3 separate regions of the Mus musculus genome follow, and all the other regions are linked to region 3. The links are chromatin contacts, called in public Hi-C and HiChIP or PLAC-seq maps. All regions are on one chromosome and are shown on one strand. Each heading gives the region's core, a stretch centred on a gene start, on an enhancer-like site or on the middle of the called end of the contact. The rest is flanking DNA. Distances are from core to core; before and after follow the strand shown. Region 1 overlaps Hhat (hedgehog acyltransferase). Region 2 overlaps Hhat (hedgehog acyltransferase). Region 3 holds the start of Kcnh1 (potassium voltage-gated channel, subfamily H (eag-related), member 1).

What was found. A called contact is a pair of places that touch in the nucleus more often than the background predicts. HiChIP or PLAC-seq counts read pairs in DNA pulled down with a chosen protein or histone mark.
Region 1: a contact with region 3 is called in an H3K4me3 HiChIP or PLAC-seq map of embryonic forebrain, with 7 times the contacts expected there. The contact joins the enhancer-like site here to the promoter of Kcnh1 in region 3. A contact is called at or near these places in 12 of 39 promoter capture datasets (the 3T3-L1 cell line, the C10 cell line, the SN4741 cell line and 8 more), 2 of 484 Hi-C or Micro-C datasets (bone marrow-derived macrophages and tail fibroblasts), 10 of 115 datasets of contacts at active chromatin or transcription factors (SST interneurons, VIP interneurons, embryonic basal ganglia and 6 more) and 2 of 9 other capture datasets (adipose tissue and liver).
Region 2: a Hi-C map of proximal limb bud shows a contact between it and region 3, with 3 times the contacts expected there. The contact joins the enhancer-like site here to the promoter of Kcnh1 in region 3. A contact is called at or near these places in 27 of 39 promoter capture datasets (the 3T3-L1 cell line, the C10 cell line, the HPC-7 cell line and 14 more), 8 of 15 datasets of contacts at CTCF or cohesin (CD8 T cells, the NIH/3T3 cell line, embryonic stem cells and 3 more), 228 of 484 Hi-C or Micro-C datasets (the AML12 cell line, the AtT-20 cell line, B cells and 111 more), 30 of 115 datasets of contacts at active chromatin or transcription factors (PVALB interneurons, SST interneurons, Th17 cells and 19 more) and 3 of 9 other capture datasets (adipose tissue, liver and pancreatic islet).

What each region holds. Positions count from the first base shown.
Region 1 is chr1:192,681,091-192,685,269 of GRCm38.p6, reverse strand. All of the region lies in intron 8 of Hhat (hedgehog acyltransferase), which reads left to right. Among named protein-coding and RNA genes, the nearest start is that of Gm22265, 62 kb to the left of the region's middle. Within about 2 kb of position 2,874, at least 8 of the 459 cell types and tissues checked have an H3K27ac peak or open chromatin away from gene starts, as enhancers often do. A contact at or near this core is called in embryonic forebrain, where this site is marked.
Region 2 is chr1:192,603,016-192,607,605 of GRCm38.p6, reverse strand. All of the region lies in intron 9 of Hhat (hedgehog acyltransferase), which reads left to right. Among named protein-coding and RNA genes, the nearest start is that of Gm31011, 89 kb to the right of the region's middle. Within about 2 kb of position 3,000, at least 7 of the 459 cell types and tissues checked have an H3K27ac peak or open chromatin away from gene starts, as enhancers often do. A contact at or near this core is called in extraembryonic ectoderm and proximal limb bud, where this site is marked.
Region 3 is chr1:192,187,778-192,192,037 of GRCm38.p6, reverse strand. It overlaps Kcnh1 (potassium voltage-gated channel, subfamily H (eag-related), member 1), which reads right to left and starts at 1,261. Exons shown (of 11, transcript NM_001038607.2): 1 at 952-1,261. The coding sequence starts at 1,030.

The DNA.
Region 1 (4,179 bases), core at 1,625-4,124, 490 kb before region 3:
CAGAGGTTATAAGAAAATATTGGATCCCCTAGTTGTAGACTTAGAGGAGGTTGTGAACGGTGTGATGTGGTGCCGGGAACTGAACCCAGATCCTCTGCAAGAGCAGTATGTGCTCATAACTTCTCTCCAGTCCCCAAAGCAGTTCTTGGCACCGTTTCTTGTGTCTTGAGACTGCTGATTGGCTTAGCCTTTGGTGTGCTTGCTTTGTGTTCAGATCCACTCACCACCTTTACTCCCGTTCACCTGGGTGCCCAGGTGTTCAGTGTTACAGTCCTGGATACAAGCAGCATTCTCTGATCCTGTCTGATTGCTTCCCAACATACAATGTTAATCCTTTGTCTTCTAAGAAGAACTAAACAGTGGCTAACCTCTGAGGTAAAGATTGCATGGTGTCTGATTGTTCTGCTTGGAGGTATTGCTTTATTTCTTGGCGTGGTGCACAGCTTGACGAGCTCCAGAAGTTTCGAGGTGAATGCTTAGGTTTGGGGTTTGGGAAGCTCATTTTGCCTGTCTTTCTTGGGTGGTGTGTTTAAGCGACACCTTACACATGCGTGATTTTGCCTCGTTAATGCTGAACTCATGCCCAACTGCATGGAAACTTGGGCCCGAGGGAGCACGGACATTGCTTTCTTAGATAAAGCACATCAGGGCCTTCTTGTGCTTAGGAACACTACACAGTACTTCCATGCTGTGCTTGGGGGACAGTGATATCACACCCCCCCCCCCAGAATGCACCAAAATGTGGCATCCAACAGCATAGTGAGCCCTCTCTAACAGGTCAGGAGACTCAAGTTTTTGGTCTCTGAGCTTGAGTAACTGTACAAATGTTAATTTGGAGGTATCCATGGGTTTTAGTGAGCAGATAAACTCATAAATACGGCATCCTGGGATAATGAGCACGGATTTTCAAGGTCACCAAGAAGGTCATATGCGGTGAAGACTTGAAGGAAGGCATGAGAGTCACATTACTGGAGAGGTGCTGCAGGAGAGGGTGCAGCCAGTGGAAGGGCCCTAAGCCTGAGGCATGTCTAAGAATTGCGATGGAGCGGTCTCGGATGCCATCCTGTATCCTTTGTTTACACATTTCATTTAGATGGAGAGTGCGGGAGGGCATTGAGCTATGGGGCAGGTATACTGTGTGGAAGCAGTAACCCAGAGCCCAGCCCTGAGAATGCTCTCACCACATAAAACACTACTAGGCTGGACCTCTGACGTCCCACCATGGCTCCCAGGCATATACGGGGTCCAGCATCAGGAACCTGGATGTCTTTGGAGAGTCAGGAGGAAAGCTGAATCCTGGGGCTGTGGTGGGCAAAGATCTTGGTGGCTGAGGATGAGCTCTCGGGGTTAATGATGACTACCATGAGGTTCTAGGGGTCCATGAGATGGCTCAGTGGATAAAGGCACTGGGTCTAATGTTCCTAAAATTTCTTCCCAAGGAGAGACATACGCCATATTTGCCCCTTCTCCAAAGGTCCCAATGGCAAATCAAAGCACAATTCCACCAAAGTCCACCAAATTTCACTCTAAAGAATCAGTAAACTCTATTGGGTGCCCCTAGAGAGCATAGGTGAAAGGTTACTTAAAGGGGTGTGGGTGCTCCCCCACTAATGACTGTGTCTGGAAAACCCTACTCAGCGAGGATCAGAGTGTCCCTGTAACCACTGAGATGGAGCCCCCTCCCTCTACCCCCTCCCCAGGCCACATGTAGAGTTGCCAGTTAGTAGGGTGCAGCTGGATACTCTGGGCAGAGGTGGGGCTTGCAGGTGACAGGGGAAGCAATGGGGGAAGATATGTAAAACAGCTGCGGTGACCATTTCCAAGGCAGACTCAGCTATGGCCCCAAGATGTCAGTTGCTTGGCTCAGCGGACAGTCACTCACTGATGGCCTGAGTCTGATTTCCAGTACTCACACCACGGAAGGACAGTACTGGCTTCCACAAATTTTCCTCTCAACTCTGCCCACAACCCAAATTAAACAAGTATGTGTTTAAAAGGGCTGAAGATGGGCTCCAGCTTAGGGTGGACTAGTTGAAAAATTCATTTCTAGAAAGCCCTGACGACGTTAATGAGGCAGGAACATTGGCATGATTCTAAACCTAGGGTGCCAGCAGCTAGGTGGTTTTCCTGGGTAAAAGGCAATTGGGTTTCCTTACAGAATTTTCCTTTTTCTTACAATCATGGTCCAGTTCTTAAGACTTCGAATCCTTTTACTCGCTTTGTGTGGTAAGAAAAAGGTGAGACAGATCTCCTGAATAAAGGTGTTTACATCTGAAATCGAGTTTGGAAATGATTCAGGTCACATCCCGGAGTTGCCTGAGTGACTACAGAAAACACTTCAAGGCAGCGTGTTATTAAAGGCAGGTGCAACAGAGCTCCGCCTTTACCGTGTGAACTTATTAGCATTTCAGGCTGATACCTCTTTTAGATTTAATTAGATTTCAGGCTTCAATCCATTTATTAGATGAATTTCTCACTGCTTAAAGGGTGTAATGTGCTCACAGCAGTGGCTTCTGTGAGGCCCCTTCTCCCTTCCTCACCCAATCAGGCAGATCCTGGCTTCTGGCTGATTCAAAGCCAGAGGTTATTTTCCAAGGCTCCCACACTGCATAAATACAACAACCTCTTTTGTGATTGCAGATGCTTGGGCCATTGGCTTTTGTATCCACCTCACTGTGCCCTGGATGCTCTGGTGGGCTTACTAACAGTAAAGGTAGCGACTGTGTAACAATAGCCACCTTCTGGTTCAGAGGCTTTTTTGTTACTGTGAATCTGTCTACAGTTATTTTGGTGCAAAGTCCACAGGCCTTTATTTCTACTGTTAGGAAGGTGTTGGGGCTGTGTAGATAGTAGGCAAGCAAGTGTAATGTAATGACTCAAGCCCTGATAGTGACTGGCAAGACAAGCTGGCAAGCAGGGTACCAGCTGTATGCATTGAGCAATGTGCTGAGTTTATTTAGGAGTTTTATGGCCAGTGTCTGTGAAAATGCAGCTCTCACCTCACAGGATGGTTTATTCTAGAACCAAATACAAATAACCACAGCCTGGGAACACAGATCCAGCTTTTCTCGAAGGCCATGTTCCAAGGAGGTAGCAATCTTACAACATTAACATAGAAATAGAACAAAGAACATTATGAATCAATAGTTCTCAAATACATGGGTCAGGTGGTGGGTTATAGCAAACTGGGGACAGTCTGCTGTAGTTCTTGTTGCTTTCTGAGGACACGCTTAGCTTTTGGGTTGGTGGAAGCTGGCGTGATAGTCACAAGGCCATTAAGTCACAGGTAGAGGAGAACAATGACTATTCAACAGCCCAAGATAGCAAATTTTTAACTGGGCCTTGGACTTGCAACATTCCAACCTCTGCACAGTCATTGAAGTTATTGAAGTTCTAACTAGCTTGTGTAGGATGGTCGTCGAAAATGTATGTGTTCAAAGAACTTGCATCTACACTGTGTGAGCTCAGGCTGGGATTGTCTCCCTCTGTGAAGGGAAACTCTGGAAAGCTTTTTCTTCCAAGGCTGCTGGAGGTCTGCTTCAGCTTAGTGGCTCTTTCCAACTTCTGCTGTGTGTCTGTCTGTAGGGTAAGGAAAGGCAGCGTGAAATATCAAGTTGTGTTTAGTGACTATGCTCCAGATCAATAATGTTTATAACACAAAGTAGAAGAAATGGTGTTAGTCGATGTATTTTATTTTCTAAATGAACTAAGTAAGGCCTCATGTGAAGATCAGCTGTGGCCATCTCAGTCAAGGAAGTGGTTTGTTTGTTTTTTAATCATATGTACTATACATCTTCTAACATATAATTTTGAAAATCCCACTGGAAAAGGCAATAAGATTTAACAATGAAGGTGGAGAATAGAAATATTTCTGTCATTTACAATAAATACTTTGCCACGGTGCAAAAGCTGTGTTCAGATTTCTGGGATTCATGGTGCAAGAGTTAACCAACCTTTCTACACACACACACACACACACACACACACACAGGTGCACATATGTACACACACAGGCGCACATGTATACACACAGGCACACATGTACACTCACGTGCACATGTACACACATGTGCACATATACACACATCCACATATACACACTTACAGTCATATATGTGCACACTCAGACATACATGTGCATGCACAATTGCTCATATGTATACACAAATACACACATAT
Region 2 (4,590 bases), core at 1,751-4,250, 410 kb before region 3:
GTTGAGGAGGTTGAGGAGGACAGGAGAACTGGGAGACACACCCCTGTCAGGTGGACCCAACTGCTTTCTGTTTCCCCAGACTCAGGGCCTGACTATAGCCTGTGTGAATCAGCACTGAGCCACATGCCTTTCTCAGAGTGAGCCCTTACCCAGAAACAGCTTTCTTCTTGACTCCACTGAGAGGGGACCTTTAAATGTAGGTGGAGTGCCATGTGCACTCACTTTCGTCCCCAGCCCTCATGAAGTGACAGTTTCCCAGTGTGGTCCCCATGCCCGTGGCCAGTGCCATGGTCACTGGCATTGGCTTTCTTACAACATTATTGCATGTGTGGTAGCACTCTTAATTTACGGAAGGCTCTGCCTTGTGTGACACGCACATAGTGTCATCCTTGGCTCCTGTGTGTATCATGCCAGCTCTTAAAGTATTACTCTCTAATGTGCACTCAAGCATGCATTTGGTCATCATGGGGCCATTTAAGTGGGTGGTGTTGGCCAGCCAGCACTCACCACATCCTGAGAAACGTGCTATTATTTCCTGAGCACAGGGCGATAGTCTTGCTTTGTTTCCGTAAGTGTTGCCCTGGCACAGGGGTGGGGAGCAAACGTCTCAGAGTTATTGTCACTTGTGTCCAAGCTTAAGCTTTATCAATTTCCCCTCCCAGCACCCAGTTCTAAAAGGCATCTTCTCTGATAGGGACTGTGAATCGTAATTGTGATGAACGAGAGGCAGCTGCAACAGTTCCACCAAAGCTGGTTTGTCAGAGCCTCGTTTTCAGCCCAGAATGGGAATGGCCTCCTCAGCACCTCCAGCAGCCATCAGGCTTGGCTTATTCACTGTTGCCTGTATGGCATCACTGCCTGTATGACATCACTACATGACATCACTGCCTTATGACATCACTGCTTGCATGATATCACCACTATTTTATCTCACTTGCTTCACATTCTGGCCATTGAACCCCATCTGTGCTCCCTACAGAAAAGTCTTTTCATGGCCATTGTGCTCCAGTGTCCTGGGTGTGTGTGTGCCTGTACCTGTGTGGTGTGCACTTGTGTGCATGTGGAGGTTAACAGACTATCACTGATGTCATTCCCTAGGTTCTGTCTACCTTATGTTTTAAGCCAGGGTCTCTAACAGGCTTGGATCTTGGTATTAGGCTGCCTTGCTAGCAAGCTGATTGTGAACATGGCCCTCAGTGGTCAGCTTTCTTACATGGGGCTTTAGGAATCGAACTCTGTTCCACATGCTTGCAAGGAGAACACTTCACCCACTGAGCCATCTCCCCAGCCAAAGGCACTCCTTATGGGTGTCTTTTGTCCTTTCCCAACTACAATCCCGATTTCTGGACTTCTCTGTGACCAACACACTGGGGTGAGGGAGGGTGTGGATGCTGGAGAACAAGGGCTTGGTTTGTTGTTGCTTTGTTTTTATTTTTCTAGAAAACTTGACTTGGGCGCCCCCAAAGTGGGCAAAAGAGTCATCCTCCTGCAGGCCCGTGAAAACACCCTCACATGCACCTGATGTTGGTGGCCCCCTGAAAAGCCTCTAAGAGTCAAGGTCACAAATTACCATTCCCAACTTAACTTTTAATTTTTCCTTGTTTGTTTTGAGTCTCACTGTGTAGCCCTGGCTATCCTGGAACTAAGTATGTAGATTGGTGTTTGTGTGTGTGTGTGTGTGTGTGTGTGTGTGTGTGTGTGTGTGTATGTGTCTAGAATTGATAGAGATCTGCCTGCATTGGCTGCCTTAGTACTAAGATTAAAGGTGTGCTTTAATCTTAAAATTTGTTGTTTCACTTTTTGGATAAACCTCCCAGTTTTTGGTACTTCTGGCAGCTCCCCTGGGAAAAATGTCAGCAGATAAATGTCTTACCGTCCAGGCCCTGTCAGCTTTCTTGTTTGTTTGAGGAACCTCTGTGAGTGGTTTAACTGGATTTCTGAGAGCACAGTGAGGGTGAGGGTGGGGCGGAATGGGGGTAAGCCTGCGGTAGTGTGTGAGGGTGGTGGGCATTTATCAAGTCAGCTTGCTGCAGTCACTGTAGGCAGTGTTTACATCCAGTGGGTGAGGAGGAGGGCGGGAAGAACAGGAGAAGATGAAGGCTGTAGTCTCTCTCTCGGGGTCCCTGATGTTAGAAGAGCTTTGATTTTCTCCTGTGTGGCGTGACAGATGTTGCTTGTCCTCCACCTAAACAGTGGTCTACAGTACAGGAGCCTGGCACAGGAAGTATAAAGAAATGTGTTAGGCTGCAATGAACATGTGATTCCAAGAGATAAGAAATCAAAGGGTGAGAGAGGGCTGGGGGTGATAGCTCAGTTGGTGAAGAGCTTGCCTTACAAGCAGGAGGACCTGTGTCCAGTTCCTTCAGCCCAGGTGGGTAAAGCTGGGTATGGACTATGCTTCTAATCCCAGTTCTGGGGCTGTGGAGATAGGTGGCTTCTTGGGGTTCTCTAACCAGCCAGCCCAGCTACTTGGCAAGCTTCATGTTAATTAGAGACACTGTCTCAACAACCAAGGTGTGTACATAATCACATCAAAGAGTAAGGTTAGATGAGAAAAATATTCCTTGAAGTGAGTATTGGACCCTAGTAGAAGGAAACATGGCTGAGGTAGGCTTTGGAAGGACTACAGGGCCTAGATCCAGGATGAAGTCACTAAAAGGGTGGAGTCTATCTAGGTGATTCAAAAGGTAGTCCAGGCAGGAGCCAGTTCAAGGCTGACTTCGGTAGAGCCAGGCTGATGGGTCTCCATTTTGGTCATAAGGCAATGGGGGTCTGACGTAGATAATATGTCTCTAAGGTAAACACTTGGAGGCTGTGACAGATGCATTCTTCCTGGGGAGAAGAGCTTTTTGGGCAGCCAGTTTCTTTTGCCTTGTAATTGTATATCCAGCTGTTAATTTTCTTTTCTGTGTGACCACTAACTAGACTTTTCACATGTGGTTCTATGTTGCCATGGGAACCTGAGGTCTGCTCTCAGCAGAGCCTCTCCTCTTGCCTCCGGGAGGCCCCGTCCAGCATGGCTGCCTGTGTCATTGCACCGCAAATGCAGATGGAGAGTGAAATACCTCTGTAGGCCTCCTGGCATTTCTCCACTGCACTTGTCTTCAGAACACTTTTTTCTAGAGGGCCCAAGGCACAGCACCAGTACAGTGACCTTCACGTTGCACACGGTCCTTTTATAGCACACATTTCCCAAGAAGCCATGACAAATGAGTGTGAAAATGAGGGCCAACAGTGGGTAGGATGTGGGTGAGAGGCAGGCATCCCAGGAGGAACAGATAGTGCAGTTGCTCAGGAGAGGAGCTGTGTGTCCATCAGAGGAGCTGTGCCTGCTCCCAATGGCAATGCTGGTCTTTATGTCTAAGAGGTGCTGATAGACCAGAGGGTGGAGAGTGTTTCTGGAAAGGGGAGGATGTCCCCTTGTCCCTTTCAGTTTGCAGGGGAAGGAGGAGTGTGTGTGTGTGTGTCACATCATCCCCCAGATTCACCCCTTTTGCATCCGGCTTGCTGTGCTCTGCCCCATTTCATGTGGCCTGGAGAGGCATGTAAGTGCTTTTAGTATCCTCTTAGGAGGAAGGTAGGAAGACAGGCAGGCAGCCAGGAAATCTCAGTGGTTATTAAACTGAGTCTTCAAGGATCTTTTTATTAGCGATTAGGCGATGCTCGACAGCACTAAAGAGTCTATACTCTCTCTTTCTGCCCCTTCGAGTGAAACTCCAAGGAATCTGCTTCATGTGTTTATTTATAGCCCAAGACAAAGGCAGGCCTGGAAGAGGGGTTAGAAACCCATGGGGAGAAGCCACAGTCTGCCTTCAGGTGACCCTTGCCCCAAGGCTGCCCGTGCCTCTGTCCGCAGAGTGGAAAGTCCAGAAGATGGCGTCTTCCAGGCTGTTTGTTCAGGGTTACTTCAAAGGCTTGTCTGTCACTGGGACAGTGGCCCCTCCAGACCGTTGTCAGATTGCTTCAACATGGAGGAATGAAAACCAGGCATGGTAATGCATGCCTGTAATTCCACAGCACTCCAGAAACTGAGGCAGGAGGACTGCCTTTGAATTCAAAACCATTGTAGGCTATTCAGTGAGTAGTAGGCAAGTATATTATAAGAATGTGTGTGTGTGTGTGTGTGTGTGTGTGTGTGTGTGTGTATACACATATACTTTTTTATATATAAAACTTCAAATATACATATACACACACAAAGACATACATATGTAGTCCCCACCCACACAGTAGCCACTCATTTCAAGGGACATTGTCAGGTGACTTTTGTATCCTGAGTGGAAGGAAGGGCCATAGTGCCTTCGTTGCAGAGTATGGGAGATAGATGGTTTAGTCTATGGTAGAGTTGTCTTTATCCTCATCCATCAACACACCCTCAACTCCACATGTGTGGAGGACACCTGGGTAACATCTGGATTAAGCAGCAGCAGCAATGGGTTGGATCCACAGCACCCTCCTCTTCAGATTTAGCCCTGGATCTGCTGCTGGTGCTGAGTGGATCTGCTGTTGGTGCTGAGTCAAGAGAGATCGTTAGAGATCCTGAAGTCAGCAGGATGGAGTTCATGTGCTACAAAAGATACAGGAGTGCTT
Region 3 (4,260 bases), core at 12-2,511:
GAACAGGTGTATGCAGCAACTCCCCATCTCCAGGACTGTATGTGCAAGCTGTGGGTCGGAAAGGTTTGGATAGCTCCCTTTGGATCGCTACTCTGAGGACTTTTCGCCTTCTGGGCTTCATGCTAATAAACCATAGGAAACTGCAATCTCTGAGTAAAAAGGTGTCGAAAATTATTCCCCTTCCATCAGTCATAGTAGGACTCTCTCCTCCCAGCTACAAAAACCTCGTGCTTGTGCACAGGTTTCTTGGGTAATGAATCGGCTTGTGATGGAGGACAAGATTGGGAGGGTTTAAAAGAGACAATAGATGCCAAATTTGTACCCGGGACCACTTAGTTCCCTCTGTTTCCCCGGCTGAGTCCAGAAAAACCATCGGACCTTCGTGAGCCATTTGCTCTAGCTGGTTGGCGAGGGTGCATAAGACAGCCCTGCCAAAGGGTTTCTTCTGGTCAGACTTTCCTGCTTAAGGGATGGAAGGTGGAGTTGGCAACGTCCCTGCACCCGAACAGGGCCAGGACCAGTAGCCCAGCTCTGCTGCTACCTCTGGCCTCCCTGCTCCTCAGGACTCCCGGGGAGCCTCCGCGGGGAGGCGGCCAGTGCGCATCAGGAGCGCAGTGCTTGAAGGTGGCCAGCCTGCAGCCACTTTTCGCATGACTTTTCTCACCAAATGCCAGGCTTTCCTGGAGAGGACAGCGGGAGGGCGCGGGAAAAGGCCCCAAAGGCGTAGGCTAGAGATCTCTCCTCCAGAGATGGGGCACACTAGACCCCCTCCAGCCCTGCCCACCTCCCAGGCCCGCAGGCAAGAGAAGCTGGTGAGCGGAGCTCCGGGATGCCCCCGCATCTGTTGGCACCAGGCGGGAGGCGTCTGCAATCACCGCACTCAGAAAAAAAAAAAAAAAAAAAAAAAATCAAAACCCACCTGGGCGACAGAAATCCAAAGGCAGTTCTTACCGTTGGACCGCCGCACGATGTTCTCCAGAAACGTGTTCTGCGGGGCCACTAGTCCCCGCCGGCCGCCAGCCATGGTCATCCTCCCGACTGCCGGACTCTGGGGGCGTCCGGCGCCGTGTCTCACCGCAGCAGGCGGCCGGGTGCGCAGCCCGCAAGCGTTCCTGGCTCCACGCGCCCCATGCGCTCCGCAGCCCCGGAGCGCAGGGGCGGCGGCTGGCTCCCGCTGCCGCCCTCGCTGCGCTCCGCACCTCCCCGCTGCGGCCCGCCCGGGTGTGCGCTCGAGTGCCCCGGGCTCGGTGCGCCGCGGCCGCCTCCCGTGGGCGGAGGGAGCCAGCCGGTCCAGGGCGCCCCCTACCGTGCGCGCATCCCTCGGGGACACAGCCGTAACCAAGAGCCACGGGGTGAGGCTGGAACCGGAGCGGCACCCTCTGGGTGCAGCGGGAAGTGTTATCCAGAGTGTGCCTGGGGTGTGCAGAGCACGGTGAGCAGCTTTATTGGTAAAGTCACATACACACACACACCCGAAAAGGTCACAAGAAGACTCTTTCTTTACGCGGTGTCAGATCGGAGTCAGAACCTTCAGGCTCTGCAAACAGCATGAGCTGCATGTCTATCCAGCTTCCCCAGAATTAACCAACCAAGTGTCTAAGGGCAACAACTTACAGAGTGACTGCCAGATTCAGCTCCCAGGAGCCGTTTTGGTTTGTCTTTACCATCAATGTGCCTGCAGCCTCCTCAGTTGATAAATGGCTTTCACCTGTTTGGCGTCTTCTCTTACAGAGCAATCATTTTACCAAAAAAGAAAAACAACAAAACATGAGTTGGCACATCGGGGTTTCCAGCTACAGTACAATCTCTTAAGATTTGTGTGTAAGGTGAAAAAAACAAAAAAAAAAACAAAAAACGGGAACTGGCTGTCCAGCATCAAAGAGGAGGGCTACTTCTGAAAGCTTCCCAAAGTAAAAGTACATCAGATTTTAATTAAACAGCCATAGCTGTGGCTTGGAGAAGCATCCACAAGGCACAGGTGAAGCAGGTGCGGCTTCACAGCAGGTAGAAATGACTTGGACCTCTTGTTCACTGAAGGAAGAGGGGGTGTTCCAACTGCACATAATGTGTACCTGTCGTTGTGCTGTGCGTGTGGCGGGGGACTGAGACAATGCCCACAGAAGGATGCATTGCTACTTGACTGGTTAGTTTCCAACTGGACAAAGATTCAAAATAAAATGCAAAGATAAACCCGCCGCTGAAGCCCGTGACGCCGGGGCTCACCTCCGGAAACACCTTAATGGTTCGCAAAGACACACTGTCTCAATTTTTTAATCTCAGAAGCAGAGCCAATTCCTTCCAGGCATTCTCTGAGTGGTCGAGCACTGCGGAGAATAGACGGGGGGGGGGGGGGGGGGATCCTGACTTTAAAGTTCTGTGCGGGAGGTCTGCAAAGATGGCTCAGCACCTGAGAGCACTCTTGCAGGAGACCTGCGTTTAGTTCACAGTAGGCCAAAGCCATCTGAAATTTCAGTTCCAGACCATTTGATGCCCTAGTCTGACTTCTTCAGGCACCAAGCATGTGCATAGTACACGTACAAACATGCAGGCAAAACACTCAAACTCACAAAATCTGTCTGAAAAAAAAAAAAATAAGTGCCAAATCAAATGTCATTTTCAGAGTGACTAAATTAATTGGGCCATTATAAATGTCACCTTTCATCTATCTGTGTGGATATAACTCAAGCAACGCTCCTGCCAGCAGAAGATGGCTCGGCAGGACTGGTGTGTGCTATGACTTGAAGGTAAAGCTGCATCTCTCCCACTGGATAACGGCTCCCTGCAGGTTAGAGCTGTGATTTCTTAAACACTGGCTCCGTCTAGTGGTTCTTTGTTCTATTACAAATGAGGTAAACTACTCAAAGAGAACTTGATTTTGATGGCTACCCACTTCATTTGAGTAGGTTCCTTTGAATAAGGCAAGATCTTACAGCTGTGCCATGCATGATGGAAAGTGCTCAAGGGGTAGCTTTACATGATTGTGTGTGTGTGTGTGTGTGTGTGTGTGTGTGTGAGAGAGAGAGAGAGAGAGAGAGAGAGAGAGAGAGAGAGAGAGAGAGAGAGAGACCCTTCAATCAAGATCATGCACCTGTTTGTGGAAGTGAAAACAATGGGGGTTGTGGGGTGGGGAGAGGCATCTGACAGAGAGAGACCATAAAATTTCCCTCCTACTCTGTGGCTTAGATAAAAAGGAACAGGTGTCATTCGTTTGAGGTGAGAGCCTTGGTGGGCTACCTGTTAAAAGGAGCTCAGGAGTAAGCTTCCCATATGAAGTATGCCATTTCTGTGGGTCTCAAAGCAGATGTGTGTATACACCTTTTCAGAGAGTGATTCCCATGGCACACAAAAACTACACTAAAACATCAACAATCTTTAATCACATTGAGAGAGTTCTTTGGGTCTTTGAAAGCACACCCAACGGTACCCTGTATCTGGCTGGTCCTTGGCTCCTCTGACTGAAGGAACAGTCCAATTCTTTCCTGAGACTTACAGGAGGAGGCTGCTCCTGCCCCATCATTCATAGAACACATGGCATGTCTGAAGCCAGCCTGGACACACAAGAAACCTTGTTTTGAAGCACAGACACAAATACACACAGACAGAGACAGACAGAGATGGAAACAGACACACACACACACACACCACGTCTCTATTGAGCTTATAAGCAGAGGATCCAGTAGTTATACTCACAGGAAACCCTGTGATACTCGCTCGGCTCACCCTGAGTCAGTGCTGGGGCAGAGCTGCCTCACTGGGACTCCAGCCTGAACCTAATGACAGGGGAAGGATGTGCAGCTGTGGCCATGACACCTCACTGTGACTAATAACTCATTCGATATTGACAAATTTTGTAAAATTGTGTTATATCCTTCCAAGTGCCCAAAGCAATTACTCATCTTTCTCATTTCCTCTGATGAAAATACAAAGGGTGAGGCTGAGGCCATAGCCCGGTCAGTAAAATGCTGACAAGCATAAGGACCTGGGTTCTATCCCCCAAACCCAGTTTAAAAGAACAGGGTGAGGAGCTAGGAGAGATTAACAGTTAAGAACGTATGCTAATCTTGTGAAGGACCAGAGCTCAGTTCCCAAAACCTAAGTGAGGTATCTCATGGTCATCATGAATTCCAGCTCGAGGGAATACAATATCCAATGCCTCTGGCCTTTAAAGGCACCTTCACTCATGTACACACACACACACACACACACACACACACACACACACCGTCCTAGTACTGGAGATACAGCAACTGGCAGATCTTC